4 separate regions of the Mus musculus genome follow, and regions 1, 2 and 3 are each linked to region 4. Evidence: chromatin contacts called from public HiChIP or PLAC-seq and promoter capture Hi-C data. All regions are on one chromosome and are shown on one strand. Each heading gives the region's core, a stretch centred on a gene start, on an enhancer-like site or on the middle of the called end of the contact. The rest is flanking DNA. Distances are from core to core; before and after follow the strand shown. Region 1 holds the start of Cort (cortistatin). Region 2 overlaps Kif1b (kinesin family member 1B). Region 3 has its middle 28 kb from the start of Tmem201. Region 4 has its middle 9.5 kb from the start of Rbp7.

The links. HiChIP or PLAC-seq counts read pairs in DNA pulled down with a chosen protein or histone mark. Capture Hi-C pulls out chosen DNA fragments and counts their contacts.
Region 1: a contact with region 4 is called in an HNF4G HiChIP or PLAC-seq map of pancreatic cancer cells. The contact joins the promoter of Cort here to the enhancer-like site in region 4. A contact is called at or near these places in 1 of 39 promoter capture datasets (the C10 cell line), 2 of 484 Hi-C or Micro-C datasets (palatal mesenchyme and uterus), 6 of 115 datasets of contacts at active chromatin or transcription factors (the 230-238 cell line, bone marrow-derived macrophages, craniofacial prominence and 3 more) and 3 of 9 other capture datasets (adipose tissue, liver and pancreatic islet).
Region 2: an H3K4me3 HiChIP or PLAC-seq map of bone marrow-derived macrophages shows a contact between it and region 4, with 6 times the contacts expected there. The contact joins two enhancer-like sites. A contact is called at or near these places in 1 of 484 Hi-C or Micro-C datasets (the G1E-ER4 cell line), 4 of 115 datasets of contacts at active chromatin or transcription factors (bone marrow-derived macrophages, embryonic midbrain, extraembryonic endoderm stem cells and 1 more) and 2 of 9 other capture datasets (adipose tissue and embryonic stem cells).
Region 3: a contact with region 4 is called in a promoter capture Hi-C map of liver. The contact joins two enhancer-like sites. A contact is called at or near these places in 2 of 484 Hi-C or Micro-C datasets (Th1 cells and embryonic stem cells), 3 of 115 datasets of contacts at active chromatin or transcription factors (double positive thymocytes, embryonic stem cells and large pre-B cells) and 2 of 9 other capture datasets (adipose tissue and liver).

Annotation. Positions count from the first base shown.
Region 1 is chr4:149,125,345-149,128,306 of GRCm38.p6, forward strand. Cort (cortistatin) reads right to left here and starts at 1,419. Exons shown (of 2, transcript NM_007745.4): 1 at 1,183-1,419; 2 at 1-129. The coding sequence starts at 1,302.
Region 2 is chr4:149,180,537-149,183,836 of GRCm38.p6, forward strand. It overlaps Kif1b (kinesin family member 1B), which reads right to left. Exons shown (of 49, transcript NM_001290995.1): 46 at 1,732-1,881; 47 at 1,273-1,465; 48 at 948-1,066; 49 at 1-274. The coding sequence ends at 232. Among named protein-coding and RNA genes, the nearest start is that of Pgd, 15 kb to the left of the region's middle. Within about 2 kb of position 1,880, at least 25 of the 459 cell types and tissues checked have an H3K27ac peak or open chromatin away from gene starts, as enhancers often do. A contact at or near this core is called in adipose tissue and bone marrow-derived macrophages, where this site is marked.
Region 3 is chr4:149,709,040-149,712,036 of GRCm38.p6, forward strand. No RefSeq gene overlaps it. Among named protein-coding and RNA genes, the nearest start is that of Tmem201, 28 kb to the right of the region's middle. Within about 2 kb of position 1,687, at least 148 of the 459 cell types and tissues checked have an H3K27ac peak or open chromatin away from gene starts, as enhancers often do. A contact at or near this core is called in Th1 cells and embryonic stem cells, where this site is marked.
Region 4 is chr4:149,443,847-149,447,143 of GRCm38.p6, forward strand. No RefSeq gene overlaps it. Among named protein-coding and RNA genes, the nearest start is that of Rbp7, 9.5 kb to the right of the region's middle. Within about 2 kb of position 1,590, at least 258 of the 459 cell types and tissues checked have an H3K27ac peak or open chromatin away from gene starts, as enhancers often do. A contact at or near this core is called in Th1 cells, adipose tissue, bone marrow-derived macrophages and 6 more, where this site is marked.

The DNA of each region.
Region 1 (2,962 bases), core at 169-2,668, 320 kb before region 4:
CCTTTCCTGGCTCTTGGACAGCCCGGGGGTACCCCCTCCGACGGGGGTGCTGGAGCTGGCTTGGGAAGCCCACTCGTGCCACCAGGCAAGGAAAGTCAGAAGGCCGCTCCTCCCCTCGGTGGCTTCCTGCTGTGTTTTAGAGAAGCAGATAACAAAGGAGAGAAAAGCAACCACTCACCACTCACTCACTGGGACTCACTCAGCCTTCGGATATGCCCCCCCACCCCCACCCCCCACAGAGAGCAAACTGTTCCTTAACAAACCACACTCCCTCAAAGTCAGAGTGAGACGGACTCTAGAGAAACTGCTCAGTGGAGAAAAACAGACCAGTCCAATAATAATAAATAAATAAATAAATAAAAATGCTGATTTTTTTCAAGCATGGTAGCAGAGACCTTTGGACTCGGCAGTCAGGAGGCAACAGCAGATAGAGTACTGTGAGCTTGGGCTAGCCTGGGCTACACACAGTGAGGCCTTATCTTGAAAACAAATAAAGTGCTTTAACTTCTACCTTATAATCTGTGCTGAGGTCCTCAGCTCTGAGACTAGGAAAGCTGTCAAAATGGCTGCCAGCTGAGAGGCCCTGGGTCCACAGGCTCTCCCACCTCCACACATCCTCCTGGATGTTCAGAAATCAGAACAGACTGAGTCGCTAAGTCTGGGCCTTCTTTCAAACTCCTCAGGAAGTTTCTAGGAGTACTCTGATGATAAACGACCCATCTGAAACTCATCTGGTGATCTCAAAGAAAAATCCACTTTTAATGGTCAACTTTATGGACTCTTTCTTGGAACTTTTTCAAAAATGGAAAAAAGAGAAAGTAAATCATTTGATGAAATTATAAAATTTACACCATGGAGAACAAGAGGGCAGGAATTATTTGAGCGAGTGAGAGTATAGCTGTGTATATAAATTAAGGCTCTGGAAGTCCGTGTGACTGGTCTCACGGCAGAGAAGACGGTGGAGCGCTGTGACAGCTGGAAGCAATCCCTGTCTCCAAAGCAGACACCAGCAGAGAGGAGTCCCTGACAGACCCAGGCTAGGAGAACTGAGGGCAAACAGGGACCAGGGGTCTGAATGGGGCGTTGTAAAATCCTAGGGACACACACACACCACAACACAGAACACATCATGCAGGACTGAGTGGTCAGAATTACAGAGACAAACTGAGCAGGTGCACTCACCACACTGTCCTGGCCAGTAGGGCCACTCTCCAGGGGAAGGGCGGAGGCTGCGACCCCCCAGAGCAGCAGCAGCCCGAAGGCTGAGGGCCACTTGCCTCCTGTGCCTCGGCCACCCATCATCCTCGGACGTGCTGAGGTCTGTGCTTGGTGGACGAGGGTCTCTTCTGTGGTGTTTTAAGCTCTAGCACCACCTGCTTGGGGGTCTGCACTCGTTCATTGAAAACCTACACGCCTCTCCACACTCACGCGGTGACGCACAAGCCGGAGCAATCAGCTCTCACAGAAAGAAACATTTGTGGGGTTGGATTTAGCCCCTTAATTAAAGACTCGGGACTTTTCCTGTGTTTGGAGTGAATCTGCTCTTATTTTAGAACACATGCGCGCTTGCTCTGGGAGTTCTGCTTCCTTGTGATTGTGCCTGTGGCAAGCAGGAAGCCATCAGAACAAAGCCGGGTGATTTAACAGAATATGAAATCAGGCCTGGGTAAAGAGCTGAAGATGTGGGGTCTTACCCAGGAGAAGCAAGACTGCAGGCTGGGACGCAGCTCAGCTCAGCCCAGCACGTGCCTACCACGGTTCCGTCCATCCCCGGAGCTAAAAGCAGGCATGTCTGAATCGGCTACGAGCAGAAGTAACCAGGTACAGAGAAGACCCAGGGTCACAGGATGGCCCCAGTGTTCACCAGGTCGCAAGGAAGGATGAACCAAGAGCATGTCCCAGACTGCCCTCTGCCCCAGGCTAGACCTTTGACTCGCTCAAGTATAGATGCGGATGCAGAAGAGAGACGGGACCAAAGGCCTTCTGCATCTCAGTGCCACGGACGCTGTCCTGGGCCTCTCAGTGACATGCACACTTGCAGAGTTCCTGGTCTAGGGCTTTCCAAGATGCCCAGGTCAGCAGTTTGCACATTTCTTTAAAAAAAAAAAAAAAAAAGATAGAAAGAAACGAGGCCAGGAAGATGGTTCACTGAGCACAGCAGTTGCGATGCAACCCTGGTAACCTGCAGCTCCACTCTGGCCCCCAGATAATGGTAAAACGGAAGAACACACCGGTTCCTAACAAACTTGACCTCTGACCCACACTCCCGCTGTAGCACACACGTGCATCTCCCTCTCCCCGTCATAGATACCATTTTTGAAAATGTAGACATGCACGTCGATAGACTGGCCAAGTGTAAGGGATGCTTTCTTTGTATAGGTCACAGTCACTTCCTGAGAAACCTGGACTCGGCCAGCTGACAGCCCACTTCCTTCCCAAGACAGTGACAAAGTCCTGGGCCACCTCCTGGCCCTTCACAGGTCCAGGTTGAGAATTGTGGGGATGTGAGGGATGGACCCCGCATATGCAGACAGACCTGAAACCCCATCTCAGACACTAGAGAACACCAAGATCCAAGGGAGGCTCGAGACTGAAACAAAGCAACTGAAAGTCGGCTCCTTCCAAAGTAAAACACGCCCCGCTCTAGAGACCTTCCCGAGGTCCCTCTTCCACCATGGGGTGACGCTCAGGTCATCAGGCTTTGCCTACACCCAGCGAGCTATCCCTCTGCTCCCCTACCACTCCACAAGGGAAAGAAGGCAGGCCCTGAACACCTTACATCCTTCAGGACACAGCAACAGTAGGACAGGGCCCTTGGGACACTCCAGACTTTCCCTTCAAGCAGACATCTCCTCGGGAGAGCCAAGGCTTAATTCTATAGACCTGCTAGAAAAGCCACAAAGCCCTGCTTCTGAAATCAGCCCTGAAGAGTAAGAGATTTCATTCCCAGGGACCACCAGTC
Region 2 (3,300 bases), core at 630-3,129, 260 kb before region 4:
CGTGTAGTGGTTTTGTTCCCCTTGTTAGGCCACATGCTACAAGTCTTAGCACAAGAATAAGAAGAGTCAGAGCCATGGAGAGGGAACAGAGAGCTAGAGAAGTGCAGGGTGAGGAGGGAAAAGTCGTTAAGCCACAGGATTACATACAAGAATAACTGTCAAGAATCACAAAGAGAATGAGAGGTAACACTTTCTTTATCTGTCGAAGGTGAGCAAGGCTCAGGAGAACGCTCAGTACTTTGGCTGGCTCGGGCATCTGCGAGAGAGTTTTGACCTATGAGAAAAACAGGAGGCAGCGTTAGAAGAGTGGATGCTGGTCTCTCCCAGCCGATTCTGCAGGCCAGGCTTCTACGCTCCTAAACAAATGGCTGGACCAGCAGTTCTCAACTCGAGACCCCTTTGGGGGTTGAATACCCTTTTCACAGGGGTCGCAGAGCAGATAGCCTGCAGAGCACATATGGACATTATGACTCCTAACAGTAGCCCAGGGACAGCTATGAGGTCTTTCCTACGCTGGGGACTCTGTGAGATGCGCTCCTCTCACACAGCCTGAACTATGGGAGTCCATTAAAGCACTGTTTCTCCTTTACTCGGTGCTCTGGGCCTTCTGCAGACCTCCTGAAAACTGAAACCTAAAGGAGATGAAGGATAGGACCGGTGGTGTCCTTACGGCTGAGGACGCACGACACTGCACTGGAAGCAGGGCACTCGTCTCACCCTGTAACTCATCATCGTACCCTTGCCTTCCTTTCCATTTTCATCCCAGTTAGAACGACACATCTTTCCTACTCATGTAAATGTGAGAAAGAGCTTTCACGAGCCAGGCATGGTAGTGCACACCTGTAAACCCAGTCCTTGGGATGAGGTGGAGAACTTAGAATCTGGCTTGGGCTATACAGTGAGACTGTCTCAGCATGAGGAAATGAAGCAAAAGAACAGTATCTGACCTTATTGTGCCAGCCAGAAGTGGGTTAAAGGCATATAACCAGTCATTCATGTCTTTGTCATTGAGAGCTTGCAGAAGGACCCCACGGTGCTTTGTGCATACAGCAAAAGTATTAGGTGTCTGGGAAGAGACATTAGGTAGAAGAAAGTTATTGGAGAGAATGAACAGTTAGGAACATCTTGCCAAATTCACAGGGTGCACAGCACTTCACACCGAAAGTTCATGCAACCCAGATATAAACTAGGATCCATGCCACAGACTAGAACGCCAGACTCAAAAGGGAAGAACACAGGGAGCATCAGACAGCCAAGTCAGGAGAGACTGACCTTCACCATGGCCTGCTGGTCCTCGCTGTACTCCACCTGTGCTGTAGACAGGTTAATGATGCCACGCTCTACTGGGTCTTTGTCACTGTTATAGATGAAGACGTAAGGGCGACGAACCACAACGAAATGTTTAGCCCAGTTACTGGAAAGTGGCTCTTTGAAATGCAGGTATCCTTTCTTAGATACCACTGATCTGAAAGGACATTGTAAAAGAAGTCAGTTTCTCCTAAAGTAAACAGTAGTAAGCTGAGATCGACCCATCGATACATGCTTCCACTAGGCGAGCCCTCAGATGCACCAGGACAGGAAAATGATCCAGTTGGCCTAGATCATCACTGGTCACATCAGCACAATGTGCTAGGCCCAGATGCCCACCGCACACGGCAGCACAGCCCTGTGCTCTAGGCTGGAACAGCCTTGCACAGCAGAGCTAGAAAGGGTGCATGCCACAGGACTCACCCCGCTCTGACTTCTTCAATGTCTGGAACAAGATTGAGAAATTCATTCTTCCCTGCTCGGGCCAAATAGGGTGTCTCCACAGTTGGGACGATCTGAAACTGTTCAAATTCTTGGCAGGGACTGGAGGCACGAGAGTTGGCTTCTGGGGTCCTTACAGAGGAAGCAAAGAGTAAGAAGCACGTCAGTTAGGTCAGAGCCACTGTGGACATGACCTCACCAGACACAGTGCGCCTGCCCAAGTGCCAGAGGCAAACATCAGTTTCAGAGGTCAGCTAAGAGAAGCTGGTGTCAGAAAGGTAACCCTCATTCCAGCATCTTCTCCGTGGAACAGGACACTGGGGCCACTGAGTCCTGAGAACACAAGCATCTGATAGGAACTGTGTTCCCTCAGGAGTGTCCTATCAGTCTCATGGCCAGAACTGACACAGTGGGTCTCAAAGTGTGGCCCCTGACTGACAGCAGCAGCTCTCTCTGGGACTGGTAGACTGCCCAGTCAGAGACACAGGAAGATGCTTGGCCACTGTGCTATAGCAAGTTTCTAAGGGGTTTTAAAAAGTTCACATCTTGGGCTGGAGAGATGGCTCAGAGGTTAAGAGCACTGTCTGCTCTTCCAGACTCTCATTAGTTCAATTCCCAGCAACCACATGGTGGCTCACAACCATCTGTAACGAGGACGAGTGCCCTCTCCTGGCTTGCAGGCATAAATGCAGGCAGAATACCGTGTACTTAATAAATAAATAAATCCTTTAGAAAAAAAAAGTTCACATCTTGTGGATAGCAGATAAAGCAAACAAATGAAGAAGAACCTGGACCTAGCTGAGAAGGCTCCTAAGAGCAGAGGAGTAGAGTAGTGAACGCCATCATTCTTTAGGCCTCTGTTCTGGTTGTTAGGGGTCTCCTAGAATAGCTTAGCCTGATGATTCTGTATATTTCTGATTCTAAAGGTCCATTTTGAGGCTGGAGAGATGGCTCAGCAGTTAAGAGCACTTATAGTTCTTCCAGATGTCCTGAGTTCAATTCCCAGCAACCACAACCATCTATAATGGAATCTGATGCCCTCTTTGGTGTGTCTGAAGACAGCTACAGTGTACTCATAAAATAAAAAAATCTTAAAAAAAAAAAGGTTCATTTTGCAAGCTTTACTATTTTTGTGTGTGTGTGCGTACATGTGTGCATGGGTATGTTTGTGTGTGTGTTTGAGTGTGTGTGTGTGTGTGAGTGTGTGTGTATGCATGAGCTCATGCATGTGGAAGCCTTCCTCTCTCACTAGATGCCTTCCTCTATCATTCTCCACTTAATTGTGCTAAGTTTTTACCTTTTATGTAGTATCTATTTATTCTGTGAGTTTTATACCCTATACAATGTACTTTGGTCATCTCCACCACCACACAGCCCTTCCAGCTTCATGTCAGTAATCCAGTGAGTTCAGTTAGTGCTGTCTACACTCACACAGGCGTGGGCCAGATACTAGAGCACGGACCAGTGGCCATGCCACAAAGAAAAAGGACTCTTTCCCAGCAGCCATCAGTTGCCAATAGCTCCTCAGCTAGGAACTGGGCCCCCTGAGCC
Region 3 (2,997 bases), core at 437-2,936, 270 kb after region 4:
CTCCTGTTAGACAGCAAGCCTGGGGCCTTCTGGAAACTGCTGGAGGGGAAGTCATCTTCCAAGAAATGAAAGAGAAAGCCTTCCACGCCCATCTGGAAAATGGTTTCCCCATCCCACCCTTGAGCTGACAACTCTTCCTCTACTGCTTGGAAGCCCACACCCTGGGGCCTGCCCACTTTAAGGCTAAAGATTCAAGTGGACAGGATTTCAAGGCATTGGCCTAGACAAGAGGTATGACTCCAAATAAACATTGCAGAGATGGGGCTGGAGAGACAATGCTGACCTTAGGAGCTGGTTCTGTTTGTTTTTGCAGAGGACTCAAGTTTGCTTCTCCCATTGAGCAGTCCACAGCTGCTTGTAACTTCAGCTCCAGGGGATCTGATGTTCTCCTATGGCCTTTGCAGGGATTGCTACATAGACACATATATACACGTAATTTTTCATCTTAGTATATGTATTTATTTTATTCTTCTGGCTATGAGTGTTTTGCCTGCTTGCACACACACACACACACACACACACACACACACACACACACACACACCACATGTGTGCCTGATAAACATGGAGGTCAGAAGACCGCAACTAGAGTTACAGGTGGTTGTGAGTCACCATGTAGATGCTGGGAACCAAACCTGGGTCCTTTGCAAGAGCAGTCAGTGCTCTTAGCCACTGAATTTCTCCAGCCCCTATACACATTTTATTTTATTTTAGACAGGGTTTCTCCGTGTAGCTCCTGGACCTTGCTCTGAAATCCAGACTGGCCTCAAACTCAGAGAGAGATCCACCTGCCTCTGTCTCCTGTTTTGTTTTGTTTTGTTTTTTTCGAGACAGGGTTTCTCTGTGTAGCCCTGGCTGTTCTGGAACTCACTTCGTAGACCAGGCTGCCCTGGAACTCAGAAATTCGCCTGCCTCTGCCTCCCAAGTGCTGGGATCAAAGGCGTGTGCCAACACTGCCTGGCAGTGGTGTTCATCTTTAATCCCAGCACTCAGGAGGTAGAGGCAGGCGGATCTCTGAGTTCGAGGCCAGCCTGGTCTACAAAGTGAGTTCCAGGACAGGAAGGGATACACAGAGAAACCCTGCCTCAAAAAACAAAAACAGGGGCTGGTGAGATGGCTCAGTGGGTAAGGGCACCCAACTGCTCTTCCGAAGGTCCGAAGTTCAAATTCCAGCAACCACATGGTGGCTCACAACCACCCATAATGAGATCTGATGCCCTCTTCTGGTGTATCTGAAGACAACTACAGTGTACTTACATATAATAAATAAATAAATCTTTAAAAAACAAACAAAACAAAACAACAAAAAACCAAAAACAACAACAACCACAACAAAAAGAATACCACCATGTTCTACCAGAGCCCTGTACACATAACTAAGCAAAGTATAAATTTCAGGTAATCCACTAGGGCTTTATGATGGATGGAGATCTGAGAAGCAAACTGTGTCATCCCATCCTTAGGGACATGGCTCTGCCAAAGTCCCGGCACCAGGCAGGGAATGGCCATGGCCATCACAGCTCTACAAGAAAAAGCCTGGCCAAGAAATTCTCAGGCAGGGCTAGAAGAGAGTCCCACAATGGCTAACTTCCCTGTGGGCGGAGCCTGGGGCAGCCTTGCTTCCTTACACGGGTAAGCCCAGACAAGCTAACATCAGAGCACAGCTTTCCACATCGCTTCTGTGCCTCTGCTCTACAGAGTCTGGTGTGGTTAACTGACTGATCGTTCATACACTGAGGAGTCCTAGGGAGCCACCTAGAGGAGGGACAGCAAAACAGGAGAGGGGCAGAAGGTAGGGCTGAGGACAGAACCATTAAAGAGGGCAACAGGAATGAGGATGTCTTAGAAAAGCAGAGGAGGGGCTGGACAGGTAGGTGGCTCAGCAGTTAAGAGCACTGACTGATCTTCCAGAGGACGTGAGTTCAATCAAAAAATAAAAAATAAATAAAAAATAAAGGAAATCTAAAGAGATTGAACAAGCGTGCATGTGCTTGCTTGTGTGCTGTGTGTGTGTGTTTCTGTGTATATGTGTGCATGTGCTTGCTTGTGTGCTGTGTTTGTGTGTGTGTATGTGCTTGTCTCTCTTATGTTTGTGTTTCTCTGTGTTGTGTGTGCTGTGTGTTTCTGTATGTGGCTCTGTATTGTATATGGTGTATGTGTCTGTTTTTCATGTTGTGCATTTTATACATTTTATATATGTGTATATATGTGTATTTGTGTATGTCTGTTGGTATATTAAGTGTGTGTGTTATGTTTGTGTATATATGTGTCTTGTCTTGTATTGGTGTGCACGTTGTATATGTGTGTGTATTGTGGATGATATGTGTGTGTCTGTTTGTGTGTTGTATGTATGTGTGTGTTAAGCAAGACCAAAACAGGATGAACTCACATGGACACAGTTAGCTTCTAGCCTGTTAGTCTGGCCTGTTTTTGGCAACTCTTCCCCTTTGTAATCAAGAAGGTGGGCAACCAGCAGACAAACTTGACTCATGGCCATAACTTACTGGACCAGAATGGAGGCTCGGATTCCAGCGAGGCCAATCAAGTCCTTCCCAGAAAAGTAGACTTGGGACCTGTTGAAGAGACCCAGGATAGGTCAGCTAGGTGGGTGTCGCAAGTGGGGACAGGTGAGGGTGCCTCAGTCTCTGGCTCTCACCAGAGCTGCCAGTACCTGTAATGCTGTCACATGCATATTTGACCTTTGTCCAGTCGCCTGCACTCAGCTCCTAACGTCCTGGAAAATTCTGCAGTGGTGTCTTTCTGTGGCCAGGGCTGACCAGGCCTGAGGGCTGCTGGACAGTCTGAGGATGGGGCTGGCTGCTAAGGGAAACTAACTAGCTGTGTGGAGAGGGTGGGAACTTTCAGCCCTGCCCTCCCTCCAGCTTACTGAGAGGGGAAGAAGGTCTAGATGTCACCAGCCGCTCCCACATAAATCCTCAAGAGAACAGGGGGATCTTTGTCGTTTGTTTTGAGAAAAAAATCTCATGGATCCTAGAC
Region 4 (3,297 bases), core at 340-2,839:
TCTTAAAGATTTATTTATTATATGTAAGTACACTGTAGCTGTCTTCAGACACTCCAGAAGATCTCATTGTGAGCCACCATGTGGTTGCTGGGATTTGAACTCCGGACCTTCAGAAGAGCAGTCTGGTGCTCTTACCCACTGAGCCATCTCACCAGCCCTGGTTTGGTGCACTCTTGAGACAGGTCTTGTGTAACCTAGACTGACCTTGAGTTCCTTGCATAGACCTTGAGTCCTGTACTTCCTGGCTCACTATGTTGGGTTTTACATAAGTCTCTCCATACCTGGCAGTATAAATGTTCTTATTTATTTATTTCCTTATTTGGGGACAGTGTCTCTCTGTGTAGTCCTGGCTGTCCTGGAACTCTCTCTATAGACCAGGTTGGCCTCAAACTCACAGAAATCCACCTATCTCTGCCTCCCGAGTGCTGGGACTAAAGGCATGCGCCACTACACCCAACATTATGAATTTTCTTAATGTTCCCCATTTGGATTGTTCAAAGTGTCCAACATGGTCGATTTTATGTGGGTTTTTTTTTTTTTTTTTTTTTTTTGCTGTCTTCACTGCTCACCTGAACCCAGGGTCTCTGCATGCTAGCCAAGTGTGCTCCCATGGAGACAGCACATTTCCACTTTGGCAATACATCTCTAAGGCTTTATGCCACCCTATGTGTATTTCATTTGCACTTATTTATTTATTATTTGTGTGCACGTGTTAACACAGGTGTGGAGATCAGAGATGACCTTTGGGTCCTCTTTACAGGACTCTGTTCTCTCCTCCTATCACATGGATTCCAGATATCACAAACACAAGGCTTAGTGACAGGTGCCTTTGTGTGCTGTGTCATCTCCCTGACCCTGATATATGTATTTTTACCACAACTAAAAGAGAAAAAAAAAAAGCTGGGTGTGGTGGCCCATATATTTAATACCAGCAGTAGGGAGGCAGAGGCCAGTGGATCTCTATGAGTTACAGGAGAGGTCAGCCTGGTCTACATATTGAGTTCCAGGCCACAGCCACAAAGTGAGACCTTGTCTCCAACCCCCCTTAATCCCAGAAAGGATTTGTGTATGTGTGTGTATATATATGTGTGTGTGTGTGTACTAAGGCTAATTTTTAAACATTGTTTTTGTTTGCTTGCTTTTATTTAGTTTTTTTTTTTTAAGGCAAGATTTTCTCTATTCCTACTGGGTAGGAATAAGTAAAAATTAATTAAAACCAAGGACCAAGCGTCTTCTCGGCTTCCTCTCGGGTGTCCCCGTGTAGAACTGCAGGTCACCTCCCTAACCACAGACTTCCCATTGTTCTCCGGCTCCACAGCTCTCCTGCTCCCCTCGAGTCCAGGCTGAGGAGCTGGAATTCTTGATCCTCCCAGGAAAGCTGGCTCGGTTCAGATAACTTGCTGAAGCGGCGTCGCGAAAAGCCTCTTCTTTTATCCCTTAAAATCCGCCCTTTCTCCGTGTCATTACACCTTTGCACAGACAGCTCAGCCTGTGCTTTGGGGAAGGACCGAGCCTCCTCCGCGCCCCGCGGCTCTCCGCAGTCCTCATCCGACACGTGGCAGCCCTTCTCAGCTCTGCACAGCGAGGTCCTGCAGCCTCCCCCTGGTGGACGCTTCGAGTTGAAACTCAAAGTGGCCATTCGTTCCAGTCTGCGCCCCGTCAGGCCCGCCAGCTGGCGCCAGCCTGCAGAGAAGCAGCGGGAGCCATGGGAGGGAAGTTGCATCCAGCGCGCCTGGTGCAGCTGTCACGTCATTGCCTCCACGGAAGTCCTTCCTTTGGCTCCTCAAAGTGTTCGGTTATTTCCGGCATAAACTGTGGGGCTTAGGCCTCAGACTCTTGAATCCTAGTTTGTCTGATGTTCCCCTAAATCTTTACTGAGTCCACTGAGGCAGGATAGAAAGAAAAACCATCCTGATGTGGGAGATAAAAGGAGTCCCTAGTTGAAACCTCATCTTCTAGAGCCGCAGCACAATTAGCATTTGCTGTGAAGGTGGCCAACATAAGGTTATATATATTTTTTTTCCACAAAAAAATGTTAAAATATCAATGAATTGGGCTTAAAGCCTAAGGGTTACACTGTTTCTATGTTGGCCACCTGGCAAGGAATGTTAATTGTGTTTAGACTCCTGATGCTGTGATTTCAACCGGGATTCAGAATGCTGTCCCCACATCTGGGTGGTCCCACGCTTGAAAACCACGCTTGGCTCCCCGCCATCCCTCGATCTATTTATTCCATGGCTGAGCAGCCCCGCCCCTTCGCGGAGCTGCAGCCTCACTTCCGGCTTCCAACACATTGCTCTCTCCCAGTGGGCTTCCTCCTCCTTCAGCTGCTGGAGGCCGAATAGGTCATCTTACCACAGTCCTCACCTTGCATCCTGCTTGCCTTTCTCTCTAGTTATCTTGAACTGCGGATTCTTCATCTAAAATGGTTGTTTCTGCTCCAGACGGAGTTCTTAAGTGTTAAGGGGACTTGCCCTAGGGCTTTCTACCTGGACCTTCTTATCTGCATCTCCAAGAGTCTCCCCCACCAACAGTTCTACCTCCTCTCTGATCACGCAGATTCCCTAAGGCCTAGATTCCTTTTACTGTTGTGGAAAAATACCCTGAGGATAGCAAGGTAAAGGAGGAAGGCTTCATGCTGACTCACAGTCCCAGGTTACAGCCCTTCAAAGCCTGGAGTCTCCCAGCAGGGACTTAAGGACCTTTTGTTCAGTCCAGGCAATGGTGTCTCCCAGTTAAGGGCCCTCTGGTCTCCTCTCCTCAATTAACTAAATCTAGATAATCCCTCAGAGGCATGCCCAGAGCTTGTCTTGGGCTAGTCTAGCTCCTGTTAAATTGATACCCAACCTACATACATTCTTAGTGTGACCTTCCTTACTGTGCACTCACTGATAAGTGGATATTACCCCAGAAACTTAGAATACCCCAGATACAATTTGCAAAACACAAGAAAATCAAGAAGAATGAAGACCAAAGTGTGGATACTTCATTCCTCCTTAGAATAGGGAACAAAACACCTATGGAAGGAGTTACAGAGACAAAGTTTGGAGCTAAGACGAAAGGATAGACCATCCAGAGACTACCCCACCCCGGGAGTCCATTCCATAATCAGTCACCAAACCCAGACACTATTGCATATGCCAGCAAGATTTTGTTGAAAGGAACCTGATATAGCTGTCTCTTGTGAGGCTATGCCAGTGCCTGGCAAATACAGAAATGGATACTCACAGTCATCTATAGGAAGGAACAACAGGGCCCTCAATGGAGGAGCTAGAGAAAGGAGAAGCTAGAGAAAGT